2 separate regions of the Hordeum vulgare genome follow, and region 2 is linked to region 1. The links are chromatin contacts, called in public Hi-C maps. All regions are on one chromosome and are shown on one strand. The core of a region is the stretch at or near the end of the contact, and the rest is flanking DNA. Distances in the headings are between cores, read along the strand shown.

What was found. Hi-C and Micro-C count contacts between places; a contact is called where the count stands out from the background.
Region 2: a contact with region 1 is called in a Hi-C map of seedling, with 4 times the contacts expected there. The contact joins the promoter of LOC123448818 here to the promoter of LOC123448817 in region 1. A contact is called at or near these places in 3 of 6 Hi-C or Micro-C datasets (leaf and seedling) and 1 of 1 datasets of contacts at active chromatin or transcription factors (embryo).

What each region holds. Positions count from the first base shown.
Region 1 is chr4H:426,949,771-426,955,589 of MorexV3_pseudomolecules_assembly, reverse strand. LOC123448817 (DEAD-box ATP-dependent RNA helicase 24) reads left to right here and starts at 1,984. Exons shown (of 5, transcript XM_045125837.1): 1 at 1,984-2,655; 2 at 3,326-4,554; 3 at 4,691-4,727; 4 at 4,819-5,236; 5 at 5,334-5,517. The coding sequence starts at 2,097. The coding sequence ends at 5,385.
Region 2 is chr4H:427,440,713-427,446,343 of MorexV3_pseudomolecules_assembly, reverse strand. LOC123448818 (protein SEMI-ROLLED LEAF 2) reads right to left here and starts at 2,442. Exons shown (of 20, transcript XM_045125839.1): 1 at 2,114-2,442; 2 at 1,862-2,011; 3 at 1,536-1,610; 4 at 1,311-1,426; 5 at 1,084-1,195; 6 at 817-939; 7 at 664-711; 8 at 65-267. The coding sequence starts at 1,996.

The DNA.
Region 1 (5,819 bases), core at 735-3,234:
ATGGAACACACTCATGTCTCAGAAAGTGTACAAATATTCTAGGGGAACCACATTTCCTATCCCACGAGTTAATACCAATGCTAGGCAGAGTAAAGCCCATGACCTCTCGATGGTCTCCTTGTCATCATCATCTGCCTTAGACAAAACATCGATTATTGAGGGTATTGGAGCCCTTTCGCTGTCCAAATAAACTTCACAGAAGTCCACTTTGCCCCTCTTGCCAAATTCTAGCGGTGCGCTACCAGATGGCACATTGAATATCCTCTTAACCATGTCTCTTGTTAAGTGTATCTTCTTGTCATTAACTCTATAGTACACACAATTAAAAAGTTAGTATATGTTGCGAGGAAAACATGTTATGCAACAAGTATAGGAAAAAGGAGACAAATGACGAAAAGAAAACAGATCAATACTTAAACACATGCTTCTTGGTGTCAATCTTCATGACTATGAAATCGAGAAGCTCTTCTTTAGGAGGAACAAAAGGAGAGATGTATAGCAAATCACTGAAGCTGGATTTGCTTATCACATCCCTCTTCTTCCCTTCGATAGCATTTGCTATCTCACGTAGCCGCTTCGACCATCGAGTTTGGTAGATGGGCATGCTGCAAAACAAACCAAAAATGAAAACAAGATGCTATGATCATGCATCTCTATTAATCTAATAAAATCAAAGGTACATGGGAGCCCAAGGTACATAGACTAGTGATACATTACACACATGATTCAATTTTCACAAAAATATTCGCTATAAGAGCTTCAGAGGAAAATTCAGAAAATAACGCAACCTGAAAACTATGATCATATAACTTTAGGTTACTCTGCATCACATTCAAACCACAAATTTTCAGCAACACTGAATTTAGGAAGTAATAAAAACCCGAAACATATTAAAAATCAACAACATGCTCACTGAAACAACAAAAAAGCAAAACTAATTGTGTCACTCATTGCCAAAGCCATGGCCCCAGTCAAACTAATTGAAACCTACACATTGGCACGCTCATTGTGAGGGTGCATGCTGATATCAGGATACATGATTCAGAAATTCACAAACATTTCAACAAAAGAATTCAAAAACATTAAAATATTATCACTACATCTCTGAATCACATCCATCACTCAACTCTAATCACAAGATCTATGAAGCATCATCCAATCCACATCCAACACAACATACAAATCTGAAACATCTGAACATCTCAACAACACAAGGCAAACAATCCACATCCAGCACACATATCGGTGACATGCTACTACGCTGCTGAACTACCTACTCCAAGCCACCGTTGTCGTCATGCATGAAGCCACCTCGGGAGGACCGCCATGAACGCCTACAAAGTGCCATGAAAACGGCCCGGGAAACGCCTACGCAGTGCCACTCCTACGTTCTCAGTTCCGAGAGCGCCATAGGGGTGCCCAGCTGCTGCCCGTCGTAGAACGACATGGCATTGATCTCCGCACGGGGCTACATGGTGCGATCGAAGGAGGACCTGCAGAAATGACGCAGTTTGTGTGTGTGTGTGTGTGGTGGGGGGGGGAGGGGATGAGCATGCATATCCGCTGGAGTCGACGCCGGCCACCGCAGTATCTGTAGCCGTTGCCACCGTGCTGCAAATGATGCGACCACCCGCCGCCGTGCCGTCGTGCGTCACCGGCCCCGTCGCCCTCCCAAATCCAACAGCAAGACACAACAACGCGAGTGGACACTCAACTGCGGGAGACAGTGTTGAAATAACGGCTCTGTTTTAGAAAATGGTCGCGACGCGGAAACAGGGACGATCTCGTCCGTCTGATCAACGACAGATCTGACAATCGTCGAGCCGGCGGATGAGTGAGCGCAATCGACATGTCGAAGGTAAGCTTTTCCCTTAAAAAAAAGAAAAGAAAAAGAAACCCAATGAGTGAGATGGCTTGCTCGGAACCGGTGAGTCGGCGAGGCGCCGAGGCCCAAGCCCCGTCCAGTACCCGGCCCACAACACCAGCGACCCAACCAACGGCTCCAGTTCTCTCCGACCCTCCGTGTCCATCGTCTTCCTCCCCGCCTCGCTACACAAACCCTAGCTCGCTCGCCACCTCCACCTTGCACGCCGTCCATGTCGAAGCGACCGAGGCTCGAGGGCTTCAGCATCCCGAGGCCCACCTCATACAGCTTCGAGCGCTCCCAACCCGCGCCGCGCCTCTACGTTCCCGCGGATGACGACCTCGAGGAAATCGCTTTCTCTGACGACGCAGCCGCACCCTCGGACGCCGCGGAGGGCGGCAAGGCGGAGGACGACGAGATCGATCCGCTCGACGCATTCATGGCAGAGATCCAGGAGGAGATCCGCGCGCCTCCCCCGCCGCCCAAGCCCGAGGCACTCCGCCCCGCGGATTCCGACGAGGACGACGACCCCATGGAGAGCTTCCTGCGGGCCAAGAAGGACGCCGGGCTCACGCTTGCCGCCGACGTCATGAACGCCGGGTATAACTCCGACGAGGAGGTGTACGCTGCCGCTAAGGCCGTCGACGCCGGCATGATGGAGTACGACTCCGACGACAACCCAATAGTAGTTGACAAGAGGAAGATAGAGCCCATACCACCGCTGGACCATTCGACCATCGAGTACGAGCCCTTCACCAAGGATTTCTACGAGGAGAAGCCGTCAGTTTCAGGTGAAGTATATCTTACCGTTTGATTGAGCTTGTGTATGGTTAACTGTTAAATTGGCGGCCTGTGTAGATTATACTGTTATAAGCCATTACTTCAGTTTGATCTCACCATATGAAGCCTGACCAGAGGTCTAGATTCTTTGCTCTATTTAGTCAATCAAATGATGAACCAGAATAGTCTATATCAATTGGATGCTGTAAACAAAAATGATGCCCTACAAGGGTCGGTGATCACTATTTTGAATTCCATGCTTATTGTTTGGGTGCTGGCTATTAGTATAGAATGCATCTCTGTTATTTTGAGATGGCAAGCACCGGCTCATCACTTCTTTACACAATCACCAGTTTGCAGTTACCCTCCCTGAGACAGCAGTTGGAGAGCCATAATTTACACAATCACTTCGATTGCTAGTCTTGAGTAACTGAAACATTTCTGTTGTACATCTGGTGTCTCGTTCCCCTTCTGCTGACATTGCTAAATAATTAGTGTAATGAAGTCTCTCTATGTTACAAGCCATTGCAACTGAAATCTTGCAAGTACTTGTACATGTTTGTGTGATCTAGCATGATGTAACTTGATTATAACTTTTGCTGGTTGTTCTTGCTCATTGTTTATGGTTTGGCAATTCCTACTTGAAGGCATTTATTGAATTTCTCTATTTGTCTCTTGTAGGGATGAGTGTGGAAGAGGTGGCTGATTACATGAAAAGTTTGGCAATCCGGGTTTCAGGCTTTGATGTGCCCAGGCCTGTTAAAAACTTTGAGGATTGTGGGTTTCCTGTTCCATTGATGAATGCCATTGCCAAGCAGGGTTATGAAAAGCCGACAACAATTCAGTGCCAGGCTTTACCTATTGTCCTTTCAGGTAGAGATATCATTGGTATTGCGAAAACTGGTTCAGGCAAGACTGCAGCATTTGTGCTCCCTATGATTGTTCATATTATGGATCAGCCTGAACTTCAGAAGGAAGAAGGTCCAATAGGAGTCATATGTGCTCCAACAAGAGAATTGGCACATCAGATATATCTCGAAGCTAAGAAGTTTGCAAAGCCTTACAACCTTCAAGTTGCTGCTGTTTATGGTGGTGTTTCCAAGTTTGAACAGTTTAAAGAACTGAAATCAGGCTGTGAAATAGTCGTTGCTACCCCAGGGAGACTGATAGACTTGCTTAAGATGAAGGCACTGAGGATGTTTCGGGCGACTTATTTGGTTCTTGATGAAGCTGATCGCATGTTTGATCTTGGGTTCGAGCCTCAGATACGATCCATTGTTGGTCAAATTAGACCAGACCGACAAACCTTGCTTTTTTCTGCAACAATGCCATACAAAGTGGAACGATTGGCTAGAGAAATTTTGACTGACCCTATTCGAGTCACAGTTGGCCAAGTTGGCAGTGCTAATGAAGACATTAAACAAGTTGTGAATGTACTCCCTTCTGATGCTGAGAAAATGCCATGGCTTCTCGAGAAAATGCCTGGTATGATTGATGATGGAGATGTGCTTGTATTTGCAACTAAGAAGGCTCGAGTCGATGAGGTTGAGAACCAGTTGAATCAGCATGGATTCAAAGTTGCAGCACTTCATGGTGACAAGGATCAAGCATCACGAATGGAGACACTGCAGAAGTTCAAGTCTGGGATTTATCATGTTCTTGTTGCAACTGATGTTGCTGCACGTGGTCTGGACATAAAGTCAATTAAAACAGTTGTCAACTTTGATATTGCAAAAGAAATGGATATGCATATTCACCGCATTGGAAGAACTGGCCGAGCCGGTGATAAAGATGGCACAGCATATACTCTTATTACACAGAAAGAATCACGATTTGCAGGTGAATTGGTTCATAGTTTAATTGCTGCTGGTCAAGATGTGCCCAACGAACTTATGGACCTGGCAATGAAGGTGGGTTCCTACTAACTTATTTGCGAATTTTGCGTGTTCTTTCAGCTGCTAAAATACATACTATTGTTATAGTTTGCCTAGTCATTCTACGACGAGCACAACCCCTTTTCTAAACCGACTGTTGTTTGAATTCCAGGATGGCAGGTTCAGAGCTAACCGTGACTCCAGAAAAGGTTTGTCCTGTTTGTTTAGTTATACACGATGTGATATAGATGCATCCTTCTGGAAACTGATTATACTAACGAAATAATTATGCTTGATCAGGTGGGAAGAAAGGTGGCAAAGGAAAGGGTGGTGGTGGGGGCGGTGGCGGGGGTGGTGGTGCACGTGGGCGTGGGCGTGGCATACGTGGAGTTGATTTTGGCCTTGGCATTGGCTATGGTTCTGAATCAGGGCCACAAGTACCTGCTCCAAGATCTGCCACTGTAAACACGTTGAAGACGGGGATGATGCAAAATTTTAAGAGCAGCTTTGTCTCGGCGTCTTCGAGTGCGCCAAGCAACAGTACACCTTCGAGGGGCACACCTTCTTTTGTAAAACCCGCACTTCGTGGTTTTGTTTCTGGTGGCACCATAGGTGGGGATTCAGGTGCAGCACGGCCGGCACCGGTGGTGCCCTCATTTGTTCCTGCATCCAGGCCAGCAGGAAACACTAACGAAAACGGGAAAACATACCCTGAAAGGTATGTGGCTCGCGATAAGTCATCGCGGAATAATAGTATTTTGCCACGCTCTGTATTCAGCTTACTAACAACCATTCAAAATTCCTGTGTATTGCAGCTCGAGGGATCAACGGAGGGAGAGAAAGCGGCCATCGGGTTGGGATCGCTAGTAGGGTTTTGAACTCCAACTGTACCAACATTGTCTGCAGTTTTGTTTTGTTACCTTCACAGAACATATTGTTGTAGATTGTAGATTACATGATGTGAATGATATATTGCTGTTCGCCTGTTCCTACACCCAACTGAATTGTCTATTCTTTTTCTGTCCCTATATATATTTGCTGCCAGCGTTCTTACGTTCGTCGTATCAAAAGGTGGAGATCAGATTTGGTTTTGAGACACTTCATCTCTTGCCTAAGTTTAGGCACACTAGTGTCATCACGAAAAGTATGTCAATCTCCTGAGTCCGCAACAAATTACATATCATTTCTTATGAAATCAGGGGAGAGATGCTGGGGAAATGTAGTTCAAATAAGCCATCCGAAATGAGGAATCATGGGCTGTTGTTCTATTTTATTTTATCTGGTGCATGCTTGTTGTTGGA
Region 2 (5,631 bases), core at 1,193-3,692, 490 kb before region 1:
GCACATAATTTAGGAAAAGAAAAGGTACTATAGCGAGCATATATAAATGAGAATGACACTTCACCTGGTCAGTGCTGAAGAGTCCCTTGCTGATCGCAGTCTAGTAGTTGTTGCACCACAGAAATTTACATCATTACCTCCACCTAAACCAGCTCTTCCCTCGCGCCTGACTATTTCATCAACCCAGTTATGTTGTGATGCATGTCTGTCATCATCACCACCAGCAGTTCCATCCATCCTATAATTTTCCAAGACCGATTGCACCATCTATCACATCAAAGAGAGTTAGATTGTCAGCATCTATCATAGCATTAAAGTTGAGAAACATAAAAGTTCTTCAAGAGCTTATCAAACAAAACAATACGCGAAGTGAAAACTCCCCGAAAGAAATAGCGAAACCATAACGGAACCATCTGAATTCTTATGTACCATGATATAACCATTTTACTAGAAGTCAAAACAGAAATCATTACAGAACTGGATAAGTCAACAATGTTTGCAGTCTGCAGAAGACAAGATAAATAATGGTATTCTTTATGACCACACAAGCATTCTATTGGTAATAACCTGGTGCAAACAAGCAACTAAGCAAGCAACAGGTTGAGCAATTTGGAATTCAACTGTCCAAGGAGCAATGCAACTAAAAGAACTGATTGTAGTTACCTCATCAAAATCAGCAAATATGTATGAATGTTCCTTCATAAACCAGATCTGCACGAGTATTACAATAGTTAACTGAACTGGACATTCAAACAAATTACCTGGAAATGTGAAGATAACAGAAATGAAGAAAGAGAGCTGCAAAGCCACATTTACCATTGCTGAGAGACACTGTAGGCTTGCTGCCCGCAGAAGACTATGCTCCACTCCCTGTTGCCGTGAAAGTGTGCACACTTTGTGGACCAAGCTCTCAATATTTCGTGCATATGTGTTGTCTACCTGTGAATGTGCCAGCATAGTGAATGTCATACATGACCAAAAATAAATAAAGTGACTCGAGTAGTAGTCTTTCATGATTAGGAGGAACAGATTGAAATGCAATGTTTATAACTCTAAGCATGCCTGGTCCATCATAATACCCACCTGGCTGTAAATAAACCTCGCTAAAGTTTGACATCCAAGGATATGAATGTTCTCCTGCTTGCTTTCCAGAAGGTCGGTAAGGACGTTCACCAGGCTGATGGCAAAATATGCCCTATACCATCACATGCACACAGTAACATAACTTTTTAGACACGGAGATTCATCGGAAACCATTAACATTTTCGAATAGAAAACATGAGTGGCGGCCAAGAATTTCAGAAACTCACATCTGCTCCTTACAAATGAAGAGTAGCTTGCTGTATGCTTCAGTGATTATCTTGACATAGTTCAGATGAGCAGCGCGCAGCTCCTTGCGACTCCTCTGTTCCAGAAACTTGGCAATCTGACAGGCATGCAGTGAAGAGAAACCTACTGAATATTGATTAACCAAAGACTCCTAAAGAACACTTTAGCAATGTAATGTGAGAAAGCATGATGCAAAGATCACATGCCTTTGGAATGCGCAGGGGATTCTTGGCAGCATACTCGCATAACTTCATGATTTTCCTATCATTTGGGGGGCCCTCCTACAAAGGTAAAATCTACTGCATGAGCATTAGTGTGTCCTTTGCAAGCAACAGCGGAAGCTACATTCTGCAAAAAACAGTTACACGGTGGCAGAAGATAACCATGTGACAAGGCCACGTTCTGTGGAGCATGTTTAAGGAACATGTGGATTAGTCCACTTATAGATCAAAGACAGCACAGCACAGCATATCCAACGACCGCAGCAGCAACCAACCAGGCCGGCCAACAATAGCGACAAGCGAGCACTTACAGGCGTCTTGGGGAATATCTCAGCGAGCAGCTTCTTGTACCGCTTGACGGGGCGGCGCGAGCTCGGACGCAGCGCCGGGCAGCAGACGCACATGCTCTCGCACGACGGGAACAGCTTCGCCCCCATGAAACCCATCTTCGGAGGCTGGAGCTGTAGCAACCGGCCGGGTCAGTGGCGGATCTAGACGGCGTGTCGCGTGCGCATTGTGGAGGCCAGTGGGATTTCTTAACTAATCGCTGGACGGAAACATACCTCCAACTCCAAGTAACCTCCAAACCCAACCAACGGGCGGAGGTTGCGGACGGGGTGGAGACACGCGATGCCGCGACGGGGAAGAAGGGTAATGGCGACGGCGGCGACCCGCGCAGGAGAGGCGGAGGGGCTGTGGGGCACGGCACGGCAAGCTAGGTCAGGAGAGTCCAGGCATGGCGGAGACGGGTGGATGGGGAATTTTGGTGTGTTGGGGAGAGTGTGGAGTGGGGAAAGAGGAGGAAGGGCACAGAAGAGGGGCTTCACGTGACCGCGGCCTCGGTGGCAGGGCCAATTGGAGCAGCCTTTTCTCCTGTGCTCGGCGAGGATTGACGACGGCTTTCCACGCCCACCCGCCAGCCTGCCCAAAAGTGTAGTGGTACACAACAGTGACGCACATGGCAAGGCGTTGGGTTTGCATCCGATTGCACCCGAAGGCTTCTTCAGAGATATAGGATTCTTAATAATATTATCTCTCATTTAATATGTTGCTATATATACATGCTTTGTTTATTTAATAACCACATAAGGCCAACGGTGACTTTATCCAGAATCTCTCTTCTTAATTAACCACCATATAAGACAAGGTCATAACTCTCTTCTTAAATAATCATCTGCCTAACATAAATAATCATCCAGACTAGCCTTATTTAATAAGTACTCCCTCTGTAAACTAATATAAAAGCATTTAGATAACTACTTTAGTGATCTAAATGATCTTATATTAGTTTATAGAAGGATTACTTCATAAATAAGAGTAGGTTAGAACAGATAGGCACACAGGAGTAAATTACAAGAAACCATTACTTTGTCCTCGTCTAGCAAAACTGTTGAATGTTTTCCAAACAATTCTTCCATCCTTTACCTAAGATAATTGAGGAATATGAATATGTGCGTGTACCTTGCCACTCCGTCACCCTGCATTAGTGGCATGTCTCGCGCGCCGTTGTCCAGGTGTCACCTAGGGGGTAGTGATGGAGCCACGAAAATAAAATGAGAATTACCAAACGTTGCTAAAATCTTCTTGGAAGAGCCAGTTTATTAAAATACATTGGTTTAACAGCAAAAAATCAATGTTTACAATAGTATTAGGCTTAAACCAGTGACATTAAGGGGGGCAGGGCCCCTCCTGCCACCCTTTGTCTCTGCCACTGTAGATGTGATCTTTTGGAACGGGCTGCTAGAGCGTCTCCCTCCCGATGGGTGCGGCGTGGCGCGGCTCGCACCCATGCACGCATCGGTACACAACGGCACACGGAAGCCTACCACACACCATCTTTACTTGAGGTTGATGAAGGGTTTGGTGAAGACAATGATGAGGAAACGACGGTGATGATTGTGTTGATGGAGTTGTTGCCCGTGGGGCGAAGGTGTCGTGACGCCAATCAAGGAAACGAAAATGCCTCGCACCCTACTCGGCACGTCAAATGTCGGTGTCTACAAACGCAGAACACTTAGGTTGACTTGACGAGCCTAGCATGTACAGACATGGCCTCGAAACACGAGAGACCGAAATGTCGAACATGAGTCTTATGGAGATACAATCAACATGGATATATTAACCATTGATGACTAGTCCGTCTCACGTGATGATCGGACACGGCCTAGTCGATATGGATCATGTAGCACTTAGATGACTGGAGGGATGTCTATCTGAGTGGGAGTTCATTAAATAATTTGATTAGATGAATTTAATTATCATGAACTTAGTCTAAATTGTCTTTACAATCTATATTGTAGATCCAATGGCCAACGCACATGTCCCACTGAACTTCAACGCGTTCCTAGAGAAAACCAAACTGAAAGATGATGGAAGCAACTATGCAGACTAGGTCCGTAACTTGAGGCTCATCCTCATAACTTCCAAGAAAATGTATGTCCTTGATGCACCGCTAGGTGAAGCACCCGTTTTCCCGGCATCTCAAGACGTTATGAACGCCTGGCAATCGCGTAGTGATGATTACTCCCTGGTTCACTGCGGCATGCTTTACAGTTTAGAACCGGGGCTTCAAAAGCGTTTTGAGCAACATGGAGCATATGAGATGTTTCAAGAGCTGAAACTGGTTTTCCAAGCTCATGCCCGGGTCGAGAGATATGAAGTCTCCGACAAGTTCTTCAGTTGTAAGATGGAGGAGAATGGGTCTGTCAGCTAGCACATACTCAGAATGTCTGGGTTGCACAACTGCTTGTCTCAGCTGGGAATTAACCTTCCGGATGACGCGGTTATTGACAGAATCCTCCGGTCGCTTCCACCTAGGTATAAGAGCTTTGTGATGAACTACAACATGCAAGGGATGGAGAAGACCATTCATGAGTTGTATTCAATGCTAAAATCAGCGGAGGTGGAAATCAAGAAAGAACATCAAGTGTTGATGGTGAATAAGACCACCAGTTTCAAGAAAGGCAAGGGTAAAAAGAACTTCAAGAAGGATGGCAAAGCAGTTGCCGCGCCCGGTAAACCAATTGCTAGGAAGAAGCCAAACAATGGACCCAAGCCTGAGACTGAGTGCTATTACTGTAAGGGAAACAGTCACTAGAAGCGGAACTGCCCCAAGTACTTAGCGGATAAGAAGGCCAGCAACGTCAAAGGTATATATGATATACATGTTATTGATGTGTACCTTACCAGCACTCATAGTAGCTCCTGGGTATTTGATACCGGCGCAGTTCCTCACATTTGTAACACAAAAAAAGGAGTTGCGGAATAAGTGGAGGCCGACGAAGGACGAGGTGACGATCCGCGTCGGGAATGGTTCCAAGGTCGATGTGATCGCCGTCGGCATGCTGCCTCTACATCTACCTTCGGGATTAGTTTTAAACCTTAATAATTGTTATTTAGTACCAGCTTTGAGCATGAACATTGTATAGGGATCTCGCTTGATGCGAGATGTCTACTCATTTAAATCTGAGAATAATGGTTGTTCTATTTATATGAGAGATATGTTTTATGGTCATGCCCCACTGGTCAATGGTTTATTCGTAATGAATCTCGAACGTGATGTTACACATATTCATAGTGTGGGTACCAAAAGATGTAAGGTTGATAATGATAGTCCCACATACTTGTGGCACTGCCGCCTTGGTCATATCGGTGTCAAACGCATGAAGAAACTCCATGTAGATGGACTTTTGGAGTCTCTTAATTTTGAATCATTTGACACGTGCGAACCGTGCCTCATGGCCAAGATGACCAAGACTCCGTTCTCCGGAACAATGGAGCGAGCAACCAACTTGTTGGAAATAATACATACTTATGTATGCGGTCCAATGAGCGTTGAGGCTCGTGGTGGCTATCGTTATGTTCTCTCTCTCACCGATGACTTAAGCATATATGGGTATGTCTACTTAATGGAACACAAGTCTGAAACCTTTGAAAGGTTCAAGGAATTTCAGAGTGATGTAGAGAATCAACGTGACAAGAAAATAAAGTTCTTACGATCTGATCCCAGAGGAGAATATTTAAGTCACGAGTTTGGCACTTAAGAAAATGTGGTTTCACAACTCGCGCCGCCTGGCACACC